2 separate regions of the Sus scrofa genome follow, and region 1 is linked to region 2. A link is a contact called in public Hi-C data. All regions are on one chromosome and are shown on one strand. Each heading gives the region's core, a stretch centred on a gene start, on an enhancer-like site or on the middle of the called end of the contact. The rest is flanking DNA. Distances are from core to core; before and after follow the strand shown. Region 1 has its middle 59 kb from the start of ZNF281. Region 2 has its middle 57 kb from the start of ZNF281.

Evidence for each region. A called contact is a pair of places that touch in the nucleus more often than the background predicts.
Region 1: a Hi-C map of embryonic fibroblasts shows a contact between it and region 2, with 9 times the contacts expected there. The contact joins two enhancer-like sites. A contact is called at or near these places in 4 of 47 Hi-C or Micro-C datasets (embryonic fibroblasts, epiblast stem cells and liver).

Annotation. Positions count from the first base shown.
Region 1 is chr10:23,094,599-23,100,764 of Sscrofa11.1, reverse strand. No RefSeq gene overlaps it. Among named protein-coding and RNA genes, the nearest start is that of ZNF281, 59 kb to the right of the region's middle. Within about 2 kb of position 1,919, at least 8 of the 83 cell types and tissues checked have an H3K27ac peak or open chromatin away from gene starts, as enhancers often do. A contact at or near this core is called in embryonic fibroblasts, where this site is marked.
Region 2 is chr10:22,979,232-22,985,202 of Sscrofa11.1, reverse strand. No RefSeq gene overlaps it. Among named protein-coding and RNA genes, the nearest start is that of ZNF281, 57 kb to the left of the region's middle. Within about 2 kb of position 3,607, at least 56 of the 83 cell types and tissues checked have an H3K27ac peak or open chromatin away from gene starts, as enhancers often do. A contact at or near this core is called in embryonic fibroblasts, where this site is marked.

The DNA.
Region 1 (6,166 bases), core at 670-3,169, 120 kb before region 2:
GAAGGCACCCCCTGCTCGTGGAAAACCCCTCCAAGTCCTCCTGGACGTGAGTAGCTGAGGTAGATCAGGAGGCTTCTGGAGTGATGCGAGAAAACTTGACTCTGGGGAGCAGACCTGGAGAGGGGAGGTTGCACACGGGGACATTTGGGGGAGAAGGTCCTCCTGGCCCTTGTGTGGGACTGCATGTAGGGGGCTGGGTGGCTGGGGGTGGGGTGTCACTTGGGACTGGAGTTGACCCTGGACTTCAGAGGAGGGTCTTTAACACCAAAGCCCCCAGGAGTTCCCTGGTGGCCTAGTGGTTAAGGAGCTGGTGTTGTCACTGCTGTGGCTCAGGTTCGATCCCTGGCCCAGGAACCTCTTCGTGACACAGGCATGGCCACCCCCCCAAACCCCCACACCCCTTACCTTCTCCATAAAGACAGAAACTCCACAAGTTGCTGGAATTCACAGATTTAACGTGGGCAAGTCAGTGGTTTCAGGTGTGTTTGCAGAGTTTTGCAACCATCACTATGGTCTAGTTGATTTTATTCTTATTTAAAACAATATTTTTATGGCCACACCTGCAGCATATTGAAGTTCCCAGGCCAGGGATCCATTGTGAGCCATAGCTGCCATCTATGCTGTAGCTGCGGCAATGCTGGATCCTTTTAACCCACTGCACTGGGTGGGGGATCCAAGTGGCGCCTCTGAAGTGACCTGAGCCACTGCTGTCGATTCCTAACCCTCTGCACACAAAGGGAACTCCAACTAAGGTCCATTTTAGAACATATATATGTGTATGTTTATTTATTTATTTTTACCCCAGAAGAATTGTAGGCATCAGGGGTCACTCTCTATTCTTTCTTGCCCCCAGCTCCTAGCAAGCTCTCATCTCCTTACTATGTCTCTAGATTTTCCTCCTCTGGGCGCTTCATGTAAATGAGATCTTATAACTCGTGGGCTTTTTTGTAACTGACTTCTCTGACTTTTCAGAGGTCTGCAAGGCCCAAATTGTAGCCTGGATCAGTACTTTGCTTTTTTTTTTTTTTTTTTTTTTTTTTTTGTCTTTTTAGGGCGACACCCGTGGCATATGGAAGTTCCCAGGCTAGGGGTCCAATCAGAGCTGCAGCTGCCGGCCTACACCACAGCCACAGCAACTCGGGATCTGAGCCGCATCTGCGACCTACACCACAGCTCATGGCAATGCAGGATCCTTAACCCACTGAGAGAGGCCAGGGATCGAACCCACATCCTCATGGCTACCAGTTGGGTTCGTTACTGCCGAGCCACGATGGGAACTCCCAATCCTTCACTCTTTTTCAGGGATGAATACTATTCCCATATAGTTATACCACCTTTTGCTTATCCACTCATCCGTTGCTGGACATTCAGATTATGAATAATGCTGCTATCCACATCCAAGTTTCTGTGCGGATATAGTTTTATTTCTCTTCGGTCTCTATCTGGGAGTGGAATTGCTGGGCCATGGGATAGCTCCGTGTTGAATCTTGAACAGAAAACACCGAGGTTTTGCAAAGCAGGGAAACACACGTGTTTGCAGCAAAGCAAGAAGAAATGCTATGGGCTTCCAGCAAGCCCTCCTTTTCATGCAGACCTTGTCTTGAAGCTGATCCCTGTAGCCTGAAGCCTCCAGGGTGAGGGGGGGAGTGTCCAGGGGCTTGTGAAAGAGAGAGGAGGGGGCCACCAGGGCAAGGAGAAAAGTACCGGAGGAGAAAGGCAGAAGACGGGGTGCAAAAACAGAGGGAAGGGCGGGTCAAGCTGCCTTTTAGAGGCTGCCCACGCCTAAGCCTAAGCCTGATTAATGTATTTGTATCCTGTGTTTTCTGAGTAATTCCCACAAGTGCTTAAGGGGGTATGTGTGTCTGAGCTCCGCATGGAAGGCTGAGCATCCTGCCGTCAGCTGCCCCGCTTGGTGGGATGACTCATATTCCGTCATAGGAGACAGTGACTCAGCTCCCCTATGGCAGTGCTCATACCTGGACACGCAGGGGCATCCCCTGGGGACTTTAAATGCCTGGACCCTGATGGCCCCGGGGCCATGCTGAGCCCAGGTGCAGGTGTTCTTTACAGGCTCCCCAAGGACTTTTTTTTTTTTTTTTTGTCTTTTTAGGGCCCCACCCAGGGCATATGGAAGTTCCCAGCTAGGGGTCGAATCAGAGCTACAGCTGCCAGCCTACACCACAGCCACAGCAATGCAGGATCCGAGCCGTGTCTGCGACCTATGCCGCAGCTCACCACAATGCAGGATCCTTAACCCAGTGAGCAAGGCCAGGGATGGAACCTGTGTCCTCATGGATGCTAGTCAGATTCCTTCCCACCGAGCCACCGTGGGAACTCCTCCCCAGGGACTTTTTTTTTTTTTTTTTTTTTTTTTTGCTATTTCTTGGGCCGCTCCCTCGGCATATGGAGGTTCCCAGGCTAGGGGTCGAATCGGAGCTATAGCCACCGGCCTACACCAGAGCCACAGCAACTCGGGATCCGAGCCGCGTCTGCGACCTACACGTTGCTCACGGCAACGCCGGACCCTTAACCCACTGAGCAAGGGCAGGGACCGAACCTGCAACCTCATGGTTCCTAGTCGGATTCGTTAACCACTGCGCCACGACGGGAACTCCCCCAGGGACTTTTTATATGCAGCCAGGGTGAGGACCCATCCATGTAGAGATGGGAACTCCTCAACAAACATTCTTAAAAAAAGCCATGCAGAACTTTCCAGAAGCGCTTCAGATCCCCAGTTATTGGTACTTCTAATAAGTGCTAGAGAATAAGAGATTCTCTCTGGGGTATTTTCTTTTTTGTCTTTTTAGGGCCACACCCACGTCATATGGAGGTTCCCAGCAGGCTAAGAGTCCGATAGGAGCTGAAGCCACCGGCCTACACAGCAACGCTGTATCGAGCCACATCTGCGGCCTACAGCACAGGTCAGGCACTGCCGGATCCTTAACCCTTCAGCGAGGTCAGGGATCAAACTTGGAACCTCATAGTTCCTAGTTGGGTTCCTTAACCACTGAACCACCGACCAAAACTCCCTGTCTGCCGATTAATTGGCCTCCTACTGTCTCTCTGGGCCAGAAGCGGCTCTATCTGGGGACCGTGATGCTTGGGACTCCAGAGAATCTGGGTGGAAGGAAGCGCATCGGGTGGGGCTGAAGTGGGTGCATCAGAAACACACGGCCTCTCTGAGGATCTAGAGCCCAGAGTGCGCTCCTGCCTCATATTTGGGGGGTGGCTCCTCCCACTTTCCTCCCTACAGGCTCTGGGCACCTTCCCAGCGCCTGGTAAGAACCAGGCTAGTGCCCTGAGCTCTGCAGCTCCATCTCCGCGAGCCTCTGGGACCTTCCCCGGGAGGTCCCCTGACCCAGGCCCGCCGTCTCAGCCTGGCATCCGAGGCTGCCTTGCAACCTGTCCACTTGCTTCTGCTCTTAGCATTTTACAACCTGCACCCCTCACAGCAGGTGGATCACTGAAAAAAAAATTACATGCCCTCTTTCCCTTTCTCAGAGCTTCCGCAGGGCGGCGCATCAGATGCAGACTTTAACTCCAGCCCCCGGAGCCTTCTGAGACTCCACTCACCTCCCTTTCCCACACTGCCCCCCTCCCTCCACCCTGCTCCCCTCCCCCACTCCCCTCGCACACACCTCCCCATTCCACCCTGCCCCCCCCCCCAGCCCTGTGGCCTCAGCTGCACCAGGCATCCCTCTGCTTGGAAGGTCTTCCCCCCAGAGGACCAGTGGGTGCTTTTCTCTGCATGCCCTGTTGGGTGACAAGCCTCTCTGATGCAAGGACCCTCTGCTGGCCATCAGTGATCCCTGCCTCACCCAATGAGGTCAGCTGCATGGACAGGGTCCTCAGTAAGGCACTCCAGGGTGGAAAGGGACCAAATTATAAAGAAAGTGATGTGGGAGTTCCCTGGTGGTCAAGTGGCTAAGGAATCGGCACTATCACTGCTGTGGCTCGGGTTCGATCTCAGGCCAGGGAACTTCCAAGTGCTCCAGGCAAAAACAAACACAGCAAAAAAAGGGATGAGACATGCCGGGAGGTCTGTGCCCAGACTTCTCCAGAACAGGTAACACAAAAGAGCCAGCTCAGCATATCCAGTCTGATGTGGTTCCCTTGCGGTTTGGGGAATGGCAGGGTTTTACGCTGGTGCAAGCAGATTCTCTAAAAGAAGTAATTTTCTGTCCAGGAGAGCCACAGGACACAGGCTCAGCAGTAAATTCACAGCCTTTACAAGAGGATGAAAAGTGAGATTCATATGGAAAGTACTAATTGCATACAAGCAACACCAGCCTCTGTGCGCTAAGGGTGTGCAGCCCTGATTCGACCACAATCTCTCTCTCTCTCTATCTCTGGTTCTCTCAACTTTGGAAAATGCCTAGTGGCAGGACTACATGGCATGAAATAAACCGGCAGTAGTGTAGACAAACACATTTTGACATGACACACGTTGGTCTCCCATTTTTATATCTTTTGTGTACCTTTTATTTTATTTTATTTATTTTTTGGGTGCACCTGTGGTGTATGGACATTCCCAGGCCAGGGATGGAATCCAAGCTACAGCTGTGACCTACACCACAGCTGTGGCCATGCTGGATCCTTACCCCACCGTGTGATAGCAGGAGCTCCTGTATATCTTTATTTTACTTTTGTGTGTGTGTGTGTGTGTGTGTCTTTTTAGGGCTGCACCTGCAGCATACAAAGTTCCCAGGCTAGGGGGTCCATTTGGAGCTGTAGCTGCTGGCCTACACCACACCCACAGCAACGCAGGATCCTTAACCCACTGAGCGAGGCCAGGGATGGAACCTGTGTCCTCATGTATTCTAGTTGGGTTCATTAGCCATGCTTAGCCATGAGGGGAGCTCCCTTTTTTTACGTTTTTAAAATTAGAGTATAGTTGATTTACAATGTTGTGCCAATTTATACCTTTAATTAATTAACTAAAATGGCTGCACCCAAGGCATATGGAAGTTCCCAAGGCAGGGATTGGACCTGAGCCACAGCTGCTGTAACACTGGATCCTTTAACCCGCTTCGCTGGATGGAGATTAAACCTCCGCCTCTTCAGCCACCTGAGCTGCTGCAGTCGGATTCTTAACCCACTGTACCACCATGGGAAGTCCTTCACCTTTTAGTTATTTAATTTGATTTTATTTTTGTCTTTTTAGGGCTGCACCTGTGGCGTATGGAAGTTCCCAGGCTAGGGGTCTAATTGGAGCTATAGCCACCAGCCTACACCACAGCCACAGCAATGCCAGATCCAAGCCACATCTGCAGTCTACACAGCAGCTCATGGCAACGCTGGGTTCTTAAGCCACTGAGAGAGGCCAGGGATCAAACCGGCATCTTCATGGACGCTAGTCGGGTTCTTCACCTGTTGAGCCACAATGGGAACTCCCCCATACCTTTAGTTTAAATGAGATATATTTCTATTTAATTCTAGATAATTTGGAAAGATATGGACCAAAGAAAAAACAGTCACCCATCATCCCATTCCTTGGGGGAAAGTCAGTATTTTTTCATCTTCTCGTGTGGGAGTATTTTAAAAATTTAAAACTTTTCCTCGCGGTTATAAAAGCACAACATCATCACAGAAATTTTGGAAAATGCAGAAAACTAAAGAAGCAGAGAGAGGAATAGCTCAGAATATAGAAAGACTTGTTGGTAAAGTGTGTTTCACCATCACACACACCGAAAACAAAAGCCCAGCTGGTTGAGAAACCCCAGATGGAAAAGTCACAGACTAGAAACATCCTGAGCCTGCAAAGAGCGACTTTGAAATTGATTAGCCTTGCTGCCCAAAGCCCAGGCGACTCCTAAATGGACGGGTGACCGTGAGCTGAGTGGTTCAGGTGAGACGAGAAGGGTGAAGGTTTGTACATGTGCATGTGTGTACGTGTGTGTGTGTGTGTGTGTGATCGCATGTGTGTGCATGGGCATGTGTGATCACCTGTGTGTGCATGCATGTTGGGGGGGCGTGTGTACTGGGTGAGGCGCCCCCTCTATGAGTGTCCATGGCCATTGACTGGTGGTCAGGTGGCTTCTGTGGCTGAGCCAACGACCAGGTCTGGCTGCTTAGCACCCCCTCTCGGCACCTGGCACAGGTCCTGGTGCCCCTGGGGACACGATAAATCTTTGTGGGCTGAACAGGTGAGTGTTGCTCTCAGGTG
Region 2 (5,971 bases), core at 2,358-4,857:
TTTTAATTTTAATTTTTTCTTTTTAGGGCTGCAGCTGGGACATATGGAGGTTCCCAGGCCAGGGGTCGAATTGGAGCTACAGCTGCCAGTCTGCCCCACAGCCACAGCAACGCTGGAACCAAGCCTTGTCTGTGACCTACACCACAGCTCATGGCAATGCTGGATCCTTAACCCACTAAGTGAGGCCATAATGGTTGTTACTTGACCTACCCCTAGATCTTATCATTGAATATAAAGGCACTTATGTTATTAAGTACATCAAATTTATACTTCACTATTTATTTTTGATAACTATTTTCTAATTAGTTTCCTGCAGATGTCTGTGTCTTTTACAGGAAGTTTCACAAGGCTTTCAAAAGAAACCAGGGCACAAAAAAGGTTAAGAATCCCTTCAGGGGGAGTTCCCTCGTGGCTCAGCGGTTAACTGACCTGACTAGTATCCATGAGGATATAGGTTTGATCCCTGGCCTTACTCAGTGGGTTAAGGGTCCAGCATTGCCATGAACTGTGGTGTAGGTTGCAGACATGGCTCAGATCTAGTGTTGCTGTGGCTGTGGTGTAGGCCAGCAGCTCTAGCTCTGACTCGATCCTTAGCCTGGGAACCTCCATATGCTGCAGGTATGGCCCTAAAAAGCAAAAAAAAAAAAAAAAAAGAATCCTTTTAGGAGTTTCCGTTGTGGCTCAGTGGTTAAGAACCTGAGTAGTATCCAGGAGGATGTGGGATCAATCCCTGGCCTCGTTCAGTGGGTTAAGGATCTGGCATTGCTGCAACCTGTGGTGTAGGTTGCAAATATGGCTCAGATCCCTCATTGCTGTGGCCGTGAAGGCCAGCAGCTGCAGCTCGGATTAGACCTGGGAACTTTCATATGCTGCAGGTGCGGTCCTAAAAAAGAAAAAAAAAAAAAGGCAAAAAGGAATCTCTCTAGGTGTACAGTCTGGTGGGAGAGGAGGGTGTGGGTGGGAAACCAGAAGCCTGAACAGATAAAGTCGGTACAGGAGTTCCCACTGTGGTGCAACAGGATCAGTGGTGCCTCTACCAGCACCAGGAGGCAGGTTCAATTCCCAGCCCGGCGCAGCGGGTTAAAGGATCAGCAGTGGCCCCAGTTGGGAGAGAGGGAGGTTGCGACTTTGGCTGGGATTTGATCCCTGGTCCAGGAACTCCAAAAAAATTCAGTACGAAGTGGTGAGTGGGACCCAAGGAGGAAATGCGCTCAGCCTCTGAAGGAGTGAAAAGGGGGAGAGGCGGGAGGTCCCATTAGGACCAAAATGGGCATGTGTGTGTGTTTGGGGGGGCGGTCTGCAGAAGAGTACTGAGATTAAGTGCTTGCTCTCTGTGCTGAGTCTTGGGGGCTCTGGAAGGACTCACAAACAGCCCAAGGTGTCCACAAACTTACCTTTTTTCTCTCTCTCTTTTTTTTTTTTTTTTTTGTCTTTTGTGCAGCATATAGAAGTGCCCAGGCAAGGGGTCAAATCAGAGCTGTAGCTGCTGGCCTACCCCACAGCCACAGTGACCCTGGATCTGAGCTGCGTCTGCGACCTACACCTCAGCTCACGGCAACGCTGGATCCTTAACCCATTGAGCGAGGCCAGGAATCGAACCCACATCCTCATGGATACTATTTAGGTTTGTTACCACTGAGCCACAATGGGAACTCCTGAACTCACTTGTAGAACAAGTTTTATGGGGCAGGGTGGACAATGTTCAATGTTCAATCTTCTCTAGGAAATTCAGGGGCATGATAGAATTTTTCCAAACTGCCTCATTGATGTGGAATTCACATACAGTAAATGCACATGTGTGGCAAGTTTGGTCAAACATCACCGTCAAGAAGGAACCCTCCAGCTCCGCTCCCTCCCCCACCCAGAGGCGCCTGTGGGGTGGAGGGTGGGGGCTGGTATGAGAGGAACTCATATCTCACCTCCTCTTCTTCTTTTTGGTCTGGCTTCTTCCAGCTGGTAGAACAATACATTTGGTTCAGCCAAGCTGTTACAAATCCCTAGTTCATTCCTTTTCACTGAGTAGTATTTATTGTAGGCGCCTGTGCTGTAAAAGGGGAAAAAACCCAGATCCTCTTTTCATTTTTCTATTTTTTTTTTTTTTTTTTTTTTTTTGAGGCATGTAGAAGTTCCTGGGCCAGGGATGGAACCTGCGCCACAGCAGCGACCTGAGCTGCTGCAGTGCCCATGTCGGATCCTTAAGCATCCTTAACCCACCACCCGGGAATGCCAGACCCTTGTTTTCATCATACAAACTCTAGGGGGTGGGGAGCTCCCGCTATGGTGCAATAGGATCGGTGGAGTCTTGGGAGCACTGGGACTCGGGTTTGATCCCCAGCCTGGCACAGTGGGTTAAGGATCGGTACTACCAGAGCTGAGGCTTAGGTTGTGACTGTGGCTTGATCCCTGGCCTGGGAACTCCATGAACCGAGGGGGGGTGTGTGTGTCAAAAATGACATAAAGAAATAAACAAAAGGGGAGTGAGATTCCTAATGTTTATCAAATGGGAACATGGGTTAAGAGTGCTGAGAAATGCACCTCGGGGGTATGGTTAGGCTGTGTACCTGCCCAGGGTTCTACCAATCCCTGCTAACTCTGAGCACCTCTGGGCATATTTTAGACCTCAGGGGGGGCAGCCCCTCAGGACATGCAACCACAGACTCTGGGATGAGGAGATTAGCGGGGATGCTGGTGATGTGTCCGAGAAGCATCCGGCGTCATCTGCTGCCTTTCCATCCTCCTCATTCCCCAGATAAGGGGCAAGAACTTTTCCAAGTTGCACAAGCAGGAAGTGAGGTGCAGTGGGTCTGAGAGGAACGGTTACTGAAGTCAGAAGTGAGTCAGGAGACAGGATGCAATGCAGCCTGGTCCTCAATCCCAGCCTCGTGGGAGGCTCAGAAATGCGTGCGAAGTTCACTTTCACTTTTATTCTGGTTTGGGTTGTGATAGGATCTTTAAACTGGAGGAGTTAGGCTCCCTTCCTTCCTTCCTTCCTCTCTCCCTAACTTCCCTCCTTCCTTCTCTCTCTCTCTCTCTCTCTTTTTTTTTTTTTTTTTTTTTTGCACGTGGATTGTATCCATGCCACAGCAGTGACAATACTGGATCCTTAACCCGCCGAGCCATCCTGAAACTCTGAGTTAATGTTTTCTTTCCCGTCTTTTAAAAAATGTCCCCTTTCCACTTGGTCAGGGCCAGCACGTGGACTCCACTGAGTTGAATCCAGCAGCCTGCTGAAAAGAGAAAAGCTGGTCTCTTCTCCAACACCAAGGGCACGAGGCACTGGGTAAATCCTGGAAGTTACAGTGGAATGGGTAGCATGTTAAGACCAAATGAGAATTAAATGGTGTTTCTTGCTCTCTTCTGGGTCACGGGAGATTTGAGACTCTGGTGAAATTGTGGGTCTGCTTTCCCAGAACAAGGCACACATCTGCACGCACGCAATTTTGCAATAAGTTCAGAGGGTGTAGAGCGTCCCCTGAGCTTGTCCGTAGGAATGACCTCAGGGTGAGTATTTTTGGCATGAAATGAAATAGCCTTGGGTTCAGGGAAGCACAGAGCCTAGTCAGGGGCGATGAAAAAGATTACAGAGAAGGGCGGGTGGATCGGAGGGGCGGGACGGGTGGGTGGGGTTGGGTTTTGATGGACAGCCCCGCCCAGCTAGGGGCGGGGTCTCAGTGTCTGGAAGGCAGTTCCCCAGGCCCGGGCAGAAGTCAGAGAGAGGGAGAGAGAGAGGGAGGGAGGCGGTCAGCCGCCAACCAGGCCTGTTCCTTGTGGCTGATGAAAGATTACAGGAGGACTCCCCCAAACCACCAGGTGAGGTGGATAGGAGTCATGCTGGGAGTGAGGGTGAACGTGAGGTGAGTATTCCGCTCCCCCCCCACCCCGTTAAATAGTCCATCATTCCTTTTATTTATTTTTTTCAGATGGGGGATTTGGGGGTGTGTACAGGTGATCAATGCATATGGATTGTAACGAATTAAGAATGTTAACAAAAGTCAGAAATTCTCACATAATCTAACCTGTATTAATACTTTTCTTTTTGAATCTTTCTTTTTTTTTTTGTCTTTTCCAGGGCCGCACCCGCGGAACATGGAGGTTCCCAGGCAAGGGTCCAATCGGAGCTGCAGCTGCCGGCCTACGCCACAGCCACAGCAACACAGGATCCAAGCCGCATCTGCGATGTACACCACAGCTCACGGCAACGCAGGATCCTTAACCCACTGAGCGAGGCCAGGGATCAAACCCAAAACCTCATGGTTCCTAGTCAGACTTCTTAACCACTGAGCCACCATGGGAACTCCTCTATTAATACTTAATATGAATGTATTTTTTTGTTTGCCTTTTTTTTTTTTCCTTTGGCCATGCTGGCAGCATGCAGAGGTTCCGCCGGCCAGGATTTGGACCCAAGCCATAGCAGTGACAGGGTTGGACCCTTAACCCGCTGAGCCACTGGGAACTCCTTTTGTTCTCCTTTTTGAATATTCTCATTATTCTCCCCACTCTGGCCCACCACCCCAGTTATAAAGTAAGTCTTGGCGTTTCCTGGTAGTGCATCGGGTTGGGGATCCGGCACTGTCACTGCTGTGGCACGGGCTCCATCCCTGGCTGGGGAACCTCTGCATGCTGCAGGTGCGGCCAAAAAGGAAAAAGAAAAAAACTATTCAGCTGGCTCCCCAGCTTCACAGAGCTGTACCTTCTGTAATTAGGAAGTAATTGCTGGTGATACTTCTTAGGGTTTGTGTGAATATCTTTCCTTCCAGGGAACTTTCACCCATGGCTTTAGCATCTGAGAGGGTCCTTGCCCCCAGTCAACTGTTTCAGTGGTGCTTTTCCAGTAGGTCAGGACTTGCACATTTATTTGCTGGCAGGCAGTGACCATGTAGCCAAGTTAAGGTCATTCATGAATGATCTGGAGCAACCTATGAATGTTCCCTTTATTCGGAAAAAGGGTCTTTGCTGATATGAAGAAGTTAAGAATCTTTTTTTTTTTTTTCTTTTTCTTTTTTAGGGCCACCCCTGCAGCATATGGAGGTTCCCAGGCTAGGGATCTAATCGGAAGTGTAGCCGCCGGCCTACACCACAGCCACAGCAATGAGGGATCCGAGCCGCGTCTGCAACCTACACCACAGCTCACGGCAACGCCGGATCCTTAACCCACTGGGCGAGGCCTGGGGTCGAACCCGAAAACCTCATGGTTCCTACTCGGATTCGTTAACCTCTGAGCCACGACGGAAACTCCAGAAGTTAAGCATCTTGAGATGAGGAGATTCTTCAGGCGAGCCCTGAATCCAGTGACGAGTGTCCTTGGTGGAAGGAGATTTGAGACGAGGACACAGAGGAAGGAGGCTGCGTGGCCAGCCAGGCAGACAGGGGACTGAAGCCACCGTGAGCCAAGGAACGCTGACAGCCCCTTACATCAGCCATGCAGGGAACGGTCAGCCCCATTCTTGAGGGGAGCTTGCCTTGAGGGAGGGGCTCGACAGTCCACAGTAGTGGGGTGGGGGGGTAGGTGGGGGGAGGGGGGCAGAGCCCATTGGGCTGAGTGCGAGGTTTGTAAGGTGATGGGGGCGACTCGGGCTGTTCTCTTCTCATGGCTTCCACTTTCTCAGCCAAGTAAGAGGTGAGATTTTCAGCTGAGTGTGAGGACAGGGCCCCGGGGCTGGACTTCCAGGTACAGGTGTTCTCTCTTGGGGTTCTGATTACATGGAGAGGGGATGGTAAGTCCAGGCACAAGTTTGCAGGTGCAGATGCCACGTACAGAACTGGCCTGCAAAGATGGGTGGGCCATTCTTCTGGAACACCTAGTCCCTCACTTTTTTCTGGGCACCACCTTCTTTGCAGATTCGGGACTCAAGCAGAAAGGAGAATGAGTGATTCTGGGAAATGGAAGGGGGCAGAACATTCTCAGGGTGGGGAAAGTAAGAGATGAGTTGAGCTGTAAAGAATGGAAAATGGGGGAGTTCCTGTCGTGGCT